Regions from separate parts of the Rattus norvegicus genome. Here all the other regions are linked to region 2. A link is a contact called in public Hi-C data. All regions are on one chromosome and are shown on one strand. Each heading gives the region's core, a stretch centred on a gene start, on an enhancer-like site or on the middle of the called end of the contact. The rest is flanking DNA. Distances are from core to core; before and after follow the strand shown. Region 1 has its middle 44 kb from the start of Ctla4. Region 2 overlaps Raph1 (Ras association (RalGDS/AF-6) and pleckstrin homology domains 1). Region 3 has its middle 9.3 kb from the start of Icos.

Region 1 (4,516 bases), core at 1,958-4,457, 350 kb after region 2:
AGGTTGTGAGCTGCCTTGTGGGTTCTGTTCCCAGCAGCTGAGTATCTTTTCAGTGTATGCTTTTGTTCTTATGTTATAAACCATATGCTAATACTACCTATCAAGATTTTCCAAAGGATGCTCATTCAACCTGGCTTTCCTGGTAGATCACTCCCCATAACCAGGACCTTCTGCAAGAGCATCAAGTGAGTGAGAGCCATTTCTCCAGTCCTGCTGTTTTCTTTATTGCTGCTGTTGTTGGTTTTACCCTGGACAGAGTATTCTTTTATGAATGGGTATTGAGCACATTTCAGATCTCTGTAGGATTCATGTCTAAGGACAGAATTGTTGGGCCAATAGGCGTATGCATATAAAACATCTCCAGTGTTGAAGTTCCCTGAAGCCATGGGCGCTTCCATAGACACTATGCCTCCAGCATCAGGATGCTGAAGAACGAAAGTGGAGAAGGTTCAGGACACACCAGGAAGTCACTGGCAAGGTGGAGTAGAGGTGAAGGTCAAGGAAACAGGAAGTCAGCTGTGCTGTGAGGTGGAGGATCGACCATCCCAACAACAATAAGGCATCTGTCTGCTTATCCCCTCGCTGTGTTCATTTAACTCTGACATGGGTTAGGAAGCCCACTGGCTTCCCCTTGGATGTAGCAGGGAGCAGGAGAGAATACTTCCTTGTCTCTCCCTTCTGGCAAAAACAGAGTCTTCACACTTGAGCTCACTGATGAAGCTCATCGATCAACATGGTTGCCCCAGGGGACAGGAATTGGTGTCTCCGTGTTTTAGAACTGCATCTGTAGCAGAGAGACAGGCAAGGAGGTTTACTCGGCTCTTTAGCTCCAAATAAGTATCAATTAGGCTGATGACTAACTCGTACTAAGTCTTCAGTTTCCTAAGTCTTTCTGACGTTGTCAACCCTACTCTGTAGTGAGCCCCTCATAACAAAACCAGCGGCTACAACAAACACAGCGGCTGATGTGGTGAGCCGATTAGGAGCTGTGTTTAGCAGTGGACATCTGGGACAAAAATCAGGAGCCAGGGGTGTTTCCTCTCCAGGACTCCAAAGGCAGCCGTCAGCATTCCACAAAAGCCACAGCAGCTCCCCGGGTTCCCCGGTCCTTCAGCTTCTTTTCTTTCTGCCATCTGTTTTTCTGTACACCAGGTAAATGTATGTCTCTTATCCTCAATTTTCAAGGAACTCCCCCAGAATCCCTCCTCTTTCCCTAGAAAGCTTATATCACTCTGGACATGTAGCTACTGTTGCCTTCAGCGACTATGGGGAAAAAAAAACATTTTCCTCTGGGACACAATGTTACCCCTATAGATCAAGGTTACGTTGGTCAAGAAAAAGAAGAAAATGGATATGGCTTAAGTAATTGAAAATCTCAAAGAAATGTCCTAGATACTTCGGGTTCTTTTTAAACTAATTTTTTAATTGTGGTACAATATAACACAAATGTTATTCTTTTGGCCATTTTATGTGCAGCATTCATTGACATTAAACACATTTACAACGTGAGTAACTGTTACCACTACTGTTTGCAGAACCTCCATCCCAAATGGTACCTCTGTGCCTAGTAGACAGCAGTGTCCAGTCTCCTTCCTCTCAGACACTCTTCACCTCTATTTCTGTCTCTATGAATTTGTTACCGCCTACCAGGACACCCATGACGGTTCCCATGTCTTCTTTATTTTACCTTGTCTAGTGTTCTCTAAGTCTATGCCTGTTGAACCACACACCAGAACTTCATTCCTTTTATAGCAGGAATTTGCATTCTGTCACGCAGACAAAAAAAAAGCATTTGAAAAAACTTCATCAGTTGGGAGACACTTTGGTTGTTTCTCATTTGGGGCTATTATGCATAGGCTGCTAGGAATATTAACATATAAGTAAAGCCTCTGTTTTAATCTATTTGGGGGAGGAGTATATACTGTGGACTGGGTCATGTGGTAATTTTATTTTTAACTCCTGAGTAGCTGCCAAGCGCACTTTACATTTTATGTTGTATCTAGTGTCTACAGGCATGGTTTGATATAACACTGAAGCTCTGGTGTACACTGTTGTTTTTGGAGGGACCCCACGCCCCTCTCAGTTGTCAAAGCTGCTCCCCGTAATGTCTAGCAGATTCCCCTGGAAGATTCTGTAGTTATTATGATGAATTACTCTTAGTTTTAAAATGTGAAGCATAGACCAGAGGCTAAGTCAGTGTCATATCCCAGCCTTCTTCTCTCGGTAGTGAGACCTGTGCTAATTAACTCCTAGCTCTTGGAACCTTCCTTCGTGCTTGTGTAACCTTACCAAGTCTGTACTGGATTATTTCGGCCAGTGTGGACTTGTGGTTTTTTTTTTTTTTTTTTTTTTTGGTTCTTTTTTTCGGAGCTGGGGACCGAACCCAGGGCCTTGCGCTTCCTAGGTAAGCGCTCTACCACTGAGCTAAATCCCCAGCCCCCAGTGTGGACTTGTAAAGACCCATAGGAGGATGTTTCAGGCAGGAGCTAAAGCTCACGTTCACCTTCAAGCCAGCCTGTCACCATTTTGACAGGCAGAGAGGATGAGTTAGTTCTTTCTGTGCCTCACTGCTAGTTCCCGGTGTAGCTTAGCACAGTTGCTAAGGATGTAATGCCTCCGGACAGGTGACTGCAGCACAAATCCTGGCAATCCATGTGGCTTTCCTCAAAATTATTTAATGTCTTTGTGCCTTGGTTTCCTCACAGATAAATTGGGAATCGAGACCAACAATTTACTTCACGGGTTTGCTAGAGTCACGCCAAGTTTGTTAGTAGTGCTCCTGCAACGACATCTGGGCGTCATGTCAATGTTCTGTGTGTGGAGCGGAGTTGGCGGTGTTGACAATAGGATGATGTAAGCTCTCGACGCAGCCGCAGTTAATAATGTGTCACAGCTGTAACTCCGAGGACTAGAACCAAAGGGCAGGTGTGTGGCTCGGGGGCAGGGTGCTTACCTAGCATTTGTGAGGCCCTGGATTTGAACTCCAGCAGAAAACAGGCACCACTCCCAAACAAAACTAGTAGACTCAAAATAAATTTCGGACAGACAAAGGAGGAATGGATAGATACAGTCAGGTGTGTTGAAAAGCTCCTCCCTGGATTTTATCTTTGTCCCAGGATCACAAGGCTGGAACATGCTAAGTCCATGCTGCCTTCTTCCTCACCTACAGATTGCAGACTTCTATCTAGTTCTACCAAGCACCCTGTGCTGAGGCAAAGGTCAGGCTTGGAAAGCTATCATCACCAGGGCAAACATAACCGTATAGATCATGGCTAGGTCTGAGCTATAAAGCTGAGGGGACAGTGGACGATGTGGAGAAGCTCAAGGACAAGGACATACACAAGGAAGAGGGGGCATTATTTTGAAGAACACGTAGACTGGCCACTGTAGATAGAGTGGGACGAACTTCAGCCTTGTCTGAGGACTTGGGCATCAACAACAGAAAGGGCTTCTTAATGTGTCGCAATGCAAGGTCTCTTCTGTGACCATACAGCTGTGGAGAGACAGAAACTGCAGCACCCGTCTGGTGGATGTAGCAAGGATGGATGGTTCTGAAAATCCCACCCTGACACAGCAAATTTAGACGTGGCTGATTCAATGTGGGTGGGAACTAGACATTTGTGGAGCAGTCAGTGCCTGCCATCTATTGGCCGGCGTGCTTCATTGCAACTGTAAGAATAGGCTATGAGAGCCCATTGTTGAATTTTATCAATTAGTTGTGTCCTTTCTCTCTCTCTCTCTCTCTCTCTCTCTCTCTCTCTCTCTCTCTCTCTCTCTCTCTCTCTCTCCCTCCCTCCCTCGTGCCTACTAAAGCGGTTTCTTATTGCTTTGTAGATTCAACAGTTTTTGTGAGTATCAATAATTATATCTTTGGAATGAAATGGGAGGGGGTGAGCATTGCACAGTGATGTCATTGCATGAGGAGACACAGATCTTGGATCCCAGTTGTTAATGTATTTTTAATAGCCAAGAAATTCTTCCCCCTGACATTAAATGACCCAGGCATCATTTAAAAGCCCAGGGAAGCTTGCATTTTCCCACGGCTGACTGCAAAGGGGGGGGGGAGGGTAGAGGCTGGAGTGACCGCTGCTTTCTATTGTTCCGATGATATTCTTAGCATCCATGGAGGAAGGAAAGGCACCAAATGGAGGGAAATTTGGGGAGGCTTTGAGGGGGATGAAGTGGATTTTAAAAGGAAAGAGTCTTAAGGGATGGAGAAGATCATCCACCCTGTATGTTCCATGACTGCAGTTCAAGAGGGAGTTAAAGAAATACAAATTGGCAGAGAATAAATGAGAAAATGCCCAGCATCCTTAGCCACTGGGGAAATGCAAAATAAGACAACACTGAGATCCTTCTTTCTCCTGTCACCAAGAAATCAGCAAATGCTGACCGGAGGAGAGGGTGGCAGAAAGGAGTCCTTCTTTACAGCTGACGAGACTGGAGACCGGGGCAGTGACTGTGGAAATCTGTGCAGAGGTTCCCAGAGAAGCACAGCCAAGGATACAGTTCCTAC
Region 2 (4,623 bases), core at 143-2,642:
TGAAAATGTAAAAATATTTAATAATAGTTTTAGTAAATTTATTTATGCAACTCTTATTCCAAAGAAAAAGCATCTGTTATCGTTAAAACTGTTGCTTTAATGATTTAAAAAAATGCTGTGAATTGAATTTCATCTTTTATTCAAAGAACTCTCCAGATACACTAGGAAAAATGTCAAAAAGCAAGATTTAAAAATGATAAAGTGCCTGATAATTTTATATGAAAAAACATAATGTCTCAAAATGTTTCTGTCAATATGAAGGTTTGAGGTCACATAGATGCTAATAAACAATTAAATCAGAGGCATTACTAACCCATTTGTAACTCAGAAATTGTCTCCACCAGCGACCAGTCTAAACTGTAGCCACAGTGAGATTTGTCCATCAGGTTATCCAGCACTTGTCTCACTGTCTGTCTCTCATCCACCATCATTGTTTTAGAACTGTCATCAGACATGTGGACCCTGATCACCAGCTGCAACAGGTAAAAATGCAATTAAATGGTAACTTAAATGGAATTCTAGAAAAGTATTTTTCAAATATTAAATAGCATTCTGATTCATATCTTTAAATATAAATTAAGAAATGACTACTCTGACACTATTATTACAGGTAAAAATCGGAATATCAAGAAACCTACCTAAATATGTTTTAAGCCCTTTAAAATATTGTGCTAAGATGATTCCGTCTTACTGACTTTTGTTTTGGAAGTAGCAAGAAACCTTATCATATCAGAGGGATAATACAGATGAGATATGCTGTAAGCAGTGGGCCTCTGGAGTCAAGCACTCCAGGACCTGCCTAGAAACAAAGGCTCACTTTCTTAAAGCATCTCACACACAAAACCCACATGTGAAAAGATATCAGGGAGAATATAGTTTTACCTTTTCATAAATTAGAGAAACATTGTATATAAACAAGAAAATTCTTCATAAAGCAAAACAGGACAAAAAAAAGAAAAACCTTAAGATAAATATTTCAAACCCAGCAAAGAGCCACAAGTCACCTTTTTCACTTGAGCCTCTTTAATTTTCTCCAGAGCAACTCGGATCTTCTCAGCTTTCAGTTTTGCTGCCTGTTCTTCCTGCAAACACAAAGCATTTCAGATAAACTGCTGCTCACAGGGTGAGGAGACCAGCAAAGGCTTCATCCTCATGGCGCTGGTAGGGAACTATATTAAGAACACAATGCAGCACATGTATAGAAAGCACAATTCTAAAGTGGCTCTGTTCACAGAATGAAACAGACATGTCACAAGAAGAGAGCACAGGCTCAGCAACAGGATTAGCTTCCATATTCCAGAGAAAAAGAAAGACACCTGTCACGTAATACACCAACTTCGATTCTGACAACACAAGGCAAACAGCTTTCAAGCTCTGGGTTTAGGGAAATGCTGCGGACGAGCTCCTCCTGCTGGCCTATTTGCCACGCTCACACAACTTTCAATTCAGACTCCCTCCAGAGGTTATGCAAGATTTCTGCACAGTGTTTTGTTTTGTTACATTGGAAATTTAAGATCTTTGGAAAAATATATATAGCAAAACCAATCTACTTTGTTATAAAAATATAAAGGCCTCAACAAAAAGTATATGTACAAATATTAATTCTTACCAATATGCTAATACAAACAAGAGGCTGCCTTATATTTTAAGTTTTACTGATTTAGAAAATCATGCAGCACAATCAGTAAATTAAAATTTATTAATCTGTCAATAAGTCTATTCGTAAATGCTAAGTATAACTTTACAAATAACACGATTGTAAGTAATTCTAAGATTATAAACTCTCGTAAAAATTATAAAGAACTAAAAATAAAGCATTGTCCATTTTTTCTAATAGAATACAGTATTCAACACTAGTACTTACTAATAAGTTCCAGCAATAGGCCATAATAAACACTGTAGCTGTAATTTCCAATTTAAAAAGAAAACTCATGTAAGTAAACTTCTGTTTATAAAGATTTATTTTCTATTTCTGAGTACAAAACATTAAAATATCTATATAATTGCCATCTTCTAAAATCCTTTAATCCTTTCCTTTAAAAAACAAAGGAAAGCCTAATTATATCAGCAATAGTTTATCCTCTCTGGATTGTGCCTGAAATGTCGCAATCCATGTGTCAGTTTTCATAAAGAACTAACCCTTCCAGGGTAGGGAAAAAGCTAGATTTATTTACTGATTTTCCCTAGTCACCAAAGTCCTGCAAGCTTCCTTCTATTTCCACTTCCTACTGCGATGTCTCTCTTTGCAAGCTTAAGTTACTGACCATGGACCCGAGAGGCAGGGCAGGGGAAGGCTCATGGGCCAGAAATTGGATCCCTTTCAATGCGTGGAGCTACTGAATCAACAGACTGACCAAGACCTGGAAACACTATCTGTGAACCCAACAGTCAAAGAACAAAGATCTTTATTTTAATAATAAAGAGAATTAATACTTAGTTCTTAGATTATTATAGACATATTCCTCTGACTAAAAGATTATATAACCCAGTCCTTTCCTTTAAACAAATAAATCGCATCATAAAGCAATAGATGAATTTTAATGTAAATTTTTTAACCAATCTATTCTCTTATACATTTTATGTACATCTCTGAAAAGTAAATTTAAAGTCTATTGGGGGAGAAGGCATTGGAATCGATGCTTTATATATTTGAAATATAAACACAAACTTCTAAAAGTAAAATATTTGAAGTAAAATATTTTATGTATGTAAAATACTTGTGTATATATATACTTGGCCTGTATATATGTATGTGCACCGCACATGTGTGGCGCCTGCAGAGTTCAGAAGAGGACACTGGGGTCCTCGGATCTGGAACTACAGATGGTTGTGAACCACTATGTGGGTTCTGGGAATAGAACCTGTGTCCTCTGGAACAGCAGCAACTCTTAAGCATTGAGCTATTGCTTCAGGAAAACATGAAAAGATGGTTGATAGTCCTTAGCACCCAGAAAGTGCAAGTTAAGTCTTATACGTTTACTATGCCCCAAATCCAACACCCCAGCACAAAATGCTGGTGAGGATGTAGGACTGCTGCTCACTGCTAGTGAGAAGGAAACAATAATCTAGCCCCTTCGGAAGACAATTTGGCTGATTCTCACAAAATTACATGCATCATTGCCACATGGCCCAGTAGTCATGCTTCTATGTGCTCACTCAAATCAGTGCAAATTTCTGTCTACAAATGCCTGCACATGGATGCTTGTAGATGCTTTATTCAGAATCACCCAATCTTGGAAACAACAAAGATTTCCTCTGGTAAGTGAATAGAAAAAGTATGGTGCATCCTGGCAATTAAATATTATTCAGCACTAAAAAGAAATGAACTATAAAAGCAATAAATGGGCACTGTGGGCCCACAGATTAATAAATAAAAGAATTCAATCTATAAAAGTTACATACTATATAATTAATTGCAAGTATATTGTGCTCTGGAAAGGGCAGTAAAAAGGATCAGTGATTGTCAGGGTTAAGAAGGAAGCAAGGTGGGGTTGGGGATTTAGCTCAGTGGTAGAGCGCTTGCCTAGCAAACGCAAGGCCCTGGGTTCGGTCCCCAGCTCCGAAAAAAAGAAAACAAAAAAAAAAAAAAAAAAAAAAAAAGAAGGAAGCAAGGCTTTATTAGGCTTTATTAGGCAGAGTGCAGAGACCTTTCAGGGCAGTGAAACTACTGCTGTCACAGTACAGTGGATGATAAACAAAACTGCCCTAAGAATAAATAAAAAAATAAATACTGTATTTTGATTAGTTTCATACAATAATGGTGTTTCCATACTGCCATCCTTTACTGTTTGTCAAATTCCATGACAGGTTAGCTTAATTGAGCTCATGCACAGTTCCCGCCCCACACGTTGAAGTGCTGAACAGTAAGAGAACCAGGTAACCAATTAACATTCGTACAAATCAAGGAGTCATTTCTTAAATGCAAAACAGGCAAAGCTCTCCTAATACATTCAAGTTCAGCCTGTCTTTTACCTACAAAAATAGGTCAACATAATCTCATTTTTAAAATTGTCTTCAGGGCCTTGCATATAATAAGCAAGTAACTACCACTAGGCTACAATTTTGGTCATTATAAACTGGTCTATGAAAGTTAAAATCGAATTTCAGAGCTAGCTGGATACATCTAAGATAGGTAAATTTTAGTTTATTCGTCTCTAGTTTAATGCAAGGATGAACTTTCTAGAAACCTTTGAAGAAATAAATCTGGTTACAGTGAGATCTAAGTATCATTACTGGGAAAAAATGTAAATAAAAATAATCAAACTGCATGACCCATGGTTCCTGTGGGTGCTGTGCTCTTCTTCTAGCTAAACCACGCCTTACTTTTTTCCATAGTAATGTTAGGAGAAAGGAGACCATCTCACATTGTTGTGTTGTGTAGACAGGTCACTAAGTCTGTGTTAATGCGTGTGGACAATGTATGGGAGACTTCAGTACTAATCATCAAGCCCGTGCTAACCACACTCACTAAGGCAAAGGACAAAGCCTCCTGCACGTTGATTTCTGCTGACAGCACCAATCTTTAGGCTGCCTGTGCTCTTTCTACACCAGCCCTTGCTTCACGCTGTCTCACAATTATCCCAAACGTAGGAAGAGACACCTTACTTACAGAAAAACAACTTT
Region 3 (4,181 bases), core at 581-3,080, 440 kb after region 2:
GTGTGTGTACGGTACATGCATGTGTGTTTGTGCATGTGTATACGTACATGTGTGTATATAGGTGTGTCCTCTGTGTATGTATGTGCATGCATGTCTGTGCATGTGTGTTCGTGCATGTGTATATGTACATGTGTGTATATGGGTGTGTGCTCTCTGTGTGTGTATGGCGCATTCACACATGGAGGACCAGAACAGATGTTAAGTGAATTTCTCCACTACTCTCCATCCTTCTTCCTAGAGACAGGATCTCTTGTGGAATAGGAAGCTGCTCTTCTGGTTAGTCTGCTGACCACTGAGTTCTCAGGAAACGCCTGTCTTTGCTGCACTATGTTGGGGCTACAGGCATATGCAGCCATACCTGGAGTTTTATGCATGGATGCAGCCTTATGGTTATGAGAAACTCACAGAAATGTTAAGAGCAGGGGGAGGGATTGGACTCTGAGCCTGGGATCTGCTTCAGACAACCAGTGCCAAGCCTACCCGTCAAGCTTAAGGCTGGTAACAAGTCCAGTTTTTGATAAGCTGGTTTCTCAGAACCTGGTTTCTGGTACCAGTGCATGAGTCTATATAACATGCTTTATCAAGCCTTAAAGTCTTGTGTCCACAGGTACCTGATTCTGTTCCATCGAACTGTCTGCATGTTTTCCAGAGTGATTAAATGATTATACCTTTATACTGTGGCAGGCCTAGTAATCATCTTCACCTTTCTCTCTCTAAAACACACTCTTCAGAATGAAATTTAGTATCACTCTGGCAGTCTCCTTTTACTTCCTCTCTGTGATGGTTTGTATGTTTGGACCACAGAGTGGCAATATTTGGAGGTATGGCCTTGTTAGAGTAGGTGTGTCACTGTAGGTGTGGGCTTTAATACCCTAGCCCTAGCTGTCTGGAAGTCGGTCTTCCACTAGCAGCCTTCAGCTAAAGGCGTAGAACTCTCAGCTCTGCCTGCACCATGCCTGCCTGGGTGCTGCCGTGCTCCCACCTTGATGATAATGGACTGAACCTCTGAACCTGTAAGCCAGCCCCACTTAAATGTTGTCCTTATAAGAGTTGTGTTGGTCACAGTGTCTGTTCACAGCAGTAAAACCCTAAGACACTCCCTTCCTGCATGTTCCTTGGGAGATTTTGAGAAAACCATTTGAGAAAACCACTTATGCCCTGAGCTGGGGAGTCCAACTTGGTTTTGATTCCAAACTTAGTAATCCTGTTCTGAACTAATCTGATTTAAACAGGGAAGTTGGATAATAAAGTGTGACATTAATATTCATGGCTTTATAACTGTACCTGTCAAAAAACTTTGTTAATATTTATATACCCACATGGCTTATCAAACTCCAAAACCAAAGAGCTATGGATACTTCTGCGTGTCTATAATTAGAGGAACAGAGAGTGGTTAGCCATGTCCAAGGTTATTTATAATTGCATTCCTTAGGCAGCATAGCCTCTGAGAGATGGGACTGTAAGCAAACTTTCAGGGCCAATTCTTACACCCCAGAGCCTTTGCTTCTCTTTCCTTCCCAGCACACGAAGAGTGCTAACATAGAAGCAGGTCTGTCTGGGTTCCAGCCATGGTCACAGCTTATCGTAAAGCAACTTCTCTGAGACAGGCCCCTGTGTTAATGAGATGGAGATTATAATATTATCTGTCTGCACAGAGCTGTTCCTGTGAGCATATCATGTGCTAAGGTGTTGTGTGCCCAGCCCCATGCCATGCAAATAACTTTCCCGCCTTCCAACAGTCCTTCCATTTGCCTCTAACTAAGGCATTCTGGGCTGTTTCACAGCATCTTCCCCACTAAGCTTTTCAGGCAGCTCTGACCTTTCTTGCCATAACTCGAGCCTCAAGCAGATATCTATTTACCTCCTTCAAGGTCCTGTCATGGCCTGCCAACTTTTGAGAGAGCCTTGCTTTGATTTTCAAGTGGTTCAGAAGTCAAGAACAGGGGAAGACCTAGTTCCATGTGACTTTCTTAAATCACAAGGCAGTCTACCCAAGACATAAAACAACAGTTCAGAAATGAAAGGGGGCATTGATAATTTGAAACGCTCAATAATTTTACATCTGGAATTTTAAAATTGTTTTCTTTTCATGTACATATGGTGTGTGTGTGTGTTTGTATGTGTGTGTGTGTGCGTGCACATGTGTGTGTATTTGCGTGTGTGGTGGGGGTGCTTGGCTGAGGTTCATCTTGGGAATCTTTCTTGACTGAGGCAGTGTCTCTCAGTCAAACCCAGAGCTTGATACTATGGTGAGGCCAGATTTTCCAGGGATCCTTTATCTCTGCTTTCTGAAACTGGAATTACAGCTGAGTCCCCACACCTACTTTGCCATTGCATGGACTCCGGGGATCCAAAGTCTAGTCCTCTTGCTTGTGTTGTTGGGGTTTAAATCTTGGCTTGTGTCCAGACAGAACACACCAAACCCACATGATTCCATGTGGAGAGGTTTAATGAGAGAAGAGGAGTAGAAGAGGGGAGAAGTAAAGGCCGGCCATGAGCAAGTGGAAGGAAGCAACGGGGAGGGGAATAGGAGAGAGAAGGAACAAAGGAAGAACAGGGAAGAGAAGAGAGCAAAGAGCAAGAGGGAATGGGGAGGGGCAAGCAGCCCCTTATATAGTCAGGCATACCTGGCTGTTGCCAGGTAGCTGTGGGGTGGAGCTTAGACATAATACCAACATGTGTGGCAAGCATGTTAACTGATGCGCCATCCATCTTCCTGTTTCCGTATCCAAATACAGAACTATACCTATGAAACCCTCTTTTTTACACATAAAATCGCTTATGAATTAGTAGATTCTCTGTGCTCCCGAGAGTCACAAGTAGGTATGTAGGGGTCTGACACTCAGTTATATAAGGGGTGGGATTATTGGGGAGTTTAAAGGGCCAGGAGGCTGAACATGGAGGTTTTGGGGAGAAAGGAGCAATAAGCCTCAGGTTCACAATGAAAATAGTGAGGTGCAGTGGAACTAACAGCCAAGCAAATGAGAACATTTTCTGGGCATATTCTCAAGTTCATTGTAGGGCTGGAGAGATGGCCCAGTGGTTAAGAGCACTGGCTGCTCTTCCAGAGGTCCTGAGTTCAATTCCCAGCAACCACATGGTGGCTCACAACCATCTGTAATGGGATCTGATGCCTCTTCTGGTGTGTCTGAAGACAGCTACAGTGTACTCACATACATGAAATAAATAATTCTTTAAAAAAATAAAAAGCTCATTGTTAGCAATATGATTACCTTTGTTCTTTATGTTTAAGGCACTCTACTCCTGTATGCACAGTGAAGAGTCACCAAACTTTAACAACACCCCTCACTAACATTCAATGCATCTTATTCTCACTGAATAATACATGATTCAGAAATATTTTTAAAATTTAGAAAAGCACAAAGAAAATATAACTTTTGAAATGTTAGCATTTTAATTAAGATTAAAATGTAATTAAGATTTAATTTCATCAAGATTCTGGCATCTAGCTTTTTGTTCTGTTATAATTTCTACACAGTTTTCTTTTATATAATATTTTACTTTTGTTCATATGTATATGTGTGTGAACATATGTGTGTTTATGTATGTGTACCTGTGTGCTGTACACACTTGGAGGGCAGAGGACAATGTCAGTCTTTCTCTATTAAGTCTACCTTGTTCCTTGAGGTGGGATTTCTCAGTTAGGAGTTAGGCCAGCAAGCCTTAGAGGTTCCAGTCTCCAATCTTCATGGTGATGGGGTCACGCTTAAGCAAGCAACCTTGCTGGATTTTTAAAAGTTCCTTTTATCTTACTCTCCCTCCCTTCCTCCCTCCCCACTATGTGTGTGTGTGAGTACACATGCATGTACCTGCCTACTGTGGGGTGTGTGTGTATGTGTGCGTGTGTTTGATAGCACAGTTGATGGGAGTAGATTCTCTCCTACCTTGTGGGTCCTGGGATCAATCTCAGGTCACTAGGATTGGCAGCAAGTTACTTTATCACTGGGCCATCTTGCTGGCTTTGCCTAGCTCTTTCTATGTAGATATTGGGAACTCAGAAGCTCACATTTGTGCAGCAAATACTCTTACCCACTGAGCCATATTCCTGGTTACAACTTTATATATTTCATATGAAACTTTAAATATTAAGATTAAATAAATGGTGTACATATCACTTGTCTTTTCCACTTACTGTATCCTAAGAGGCTTCTCAACCATTC

What was found. A called contact is a pair of places that touch in the nucleus more often than the background predicts.
Region 1: a Hi-C map of liver shows a contact between it and region 2, with 4 times the contacts expected there. The contact joins two enhancer-like sites. A contact is called at or near these places in 7 of 12 Hi-C or Micro-C datasets (the Rat2 cell line, frontal cortex, hepatocytes and 4 more).
Region 3: a Hi-C map of mammary epithelial cells shows a contact between it and region 2, with 3 times the contacts expected there. The contact joins two enhancer-like sites. A contact is called at or near these places in 4 of 12 Hi-C or Micro-C datasets (frontal cortex, liver, mammary epithelial cells and 1 more).

The regions. Positions count from the first base shown.
Region 1 is chr9:69,766,839-69,771,354 of GRCr8, forward strand. No RefSeq gene overlaps it. Among named protein-coding and RNA genes, the nearest start is that of Ctla4, 44 kb to the right of the region's middle. Within about 2 kb of position 3,208, at least 26 of the 93 cell types and tissues checked have an H3K27ac peak or open chromatin away from gene starts, as enhancers often do. A contact at or near this core is called in liver, where this site is marked.
Region 2 is chr9:69,423,244-69,427,866 of GRCr8, forward strand. It overlaps Raph1 (Ras association (RalGDS/AF-6) and pleckstrin homology domains 1), which reads right to left. Exons shown (of 14, transcript NM_001108798.2): 5 at 1,005-1,082; 6 at 314-473. It also overlaps a transcript of Abi2 not described here. Among named protein-coding and RNA genes, the nearest start is that of Raph1, 58 kb to the right of the region's middle. Within about 2 kb of position 1,393, at least 5 of the 93 cell types and tissues checked have an H3K27ac peak or open chromatin away from gene starts, as enhancers often do. A contact at or near this core is called in liver, where this site is marked.
Region 3 is chr9:69,866,426-69,870,606 of GRCr8, forward strand. It overlaps a transcript of Icos not described here. Among named protein-coding and RNA genes, the nearest start is that of Icos, 9.3 kb to the right of the region's middle. Within about 2 kb of position 1,831, at least 1 of the 93 cell types and tissues checked has an H3K27ac peak or open chromatin away from gene starts, as enhancers often do.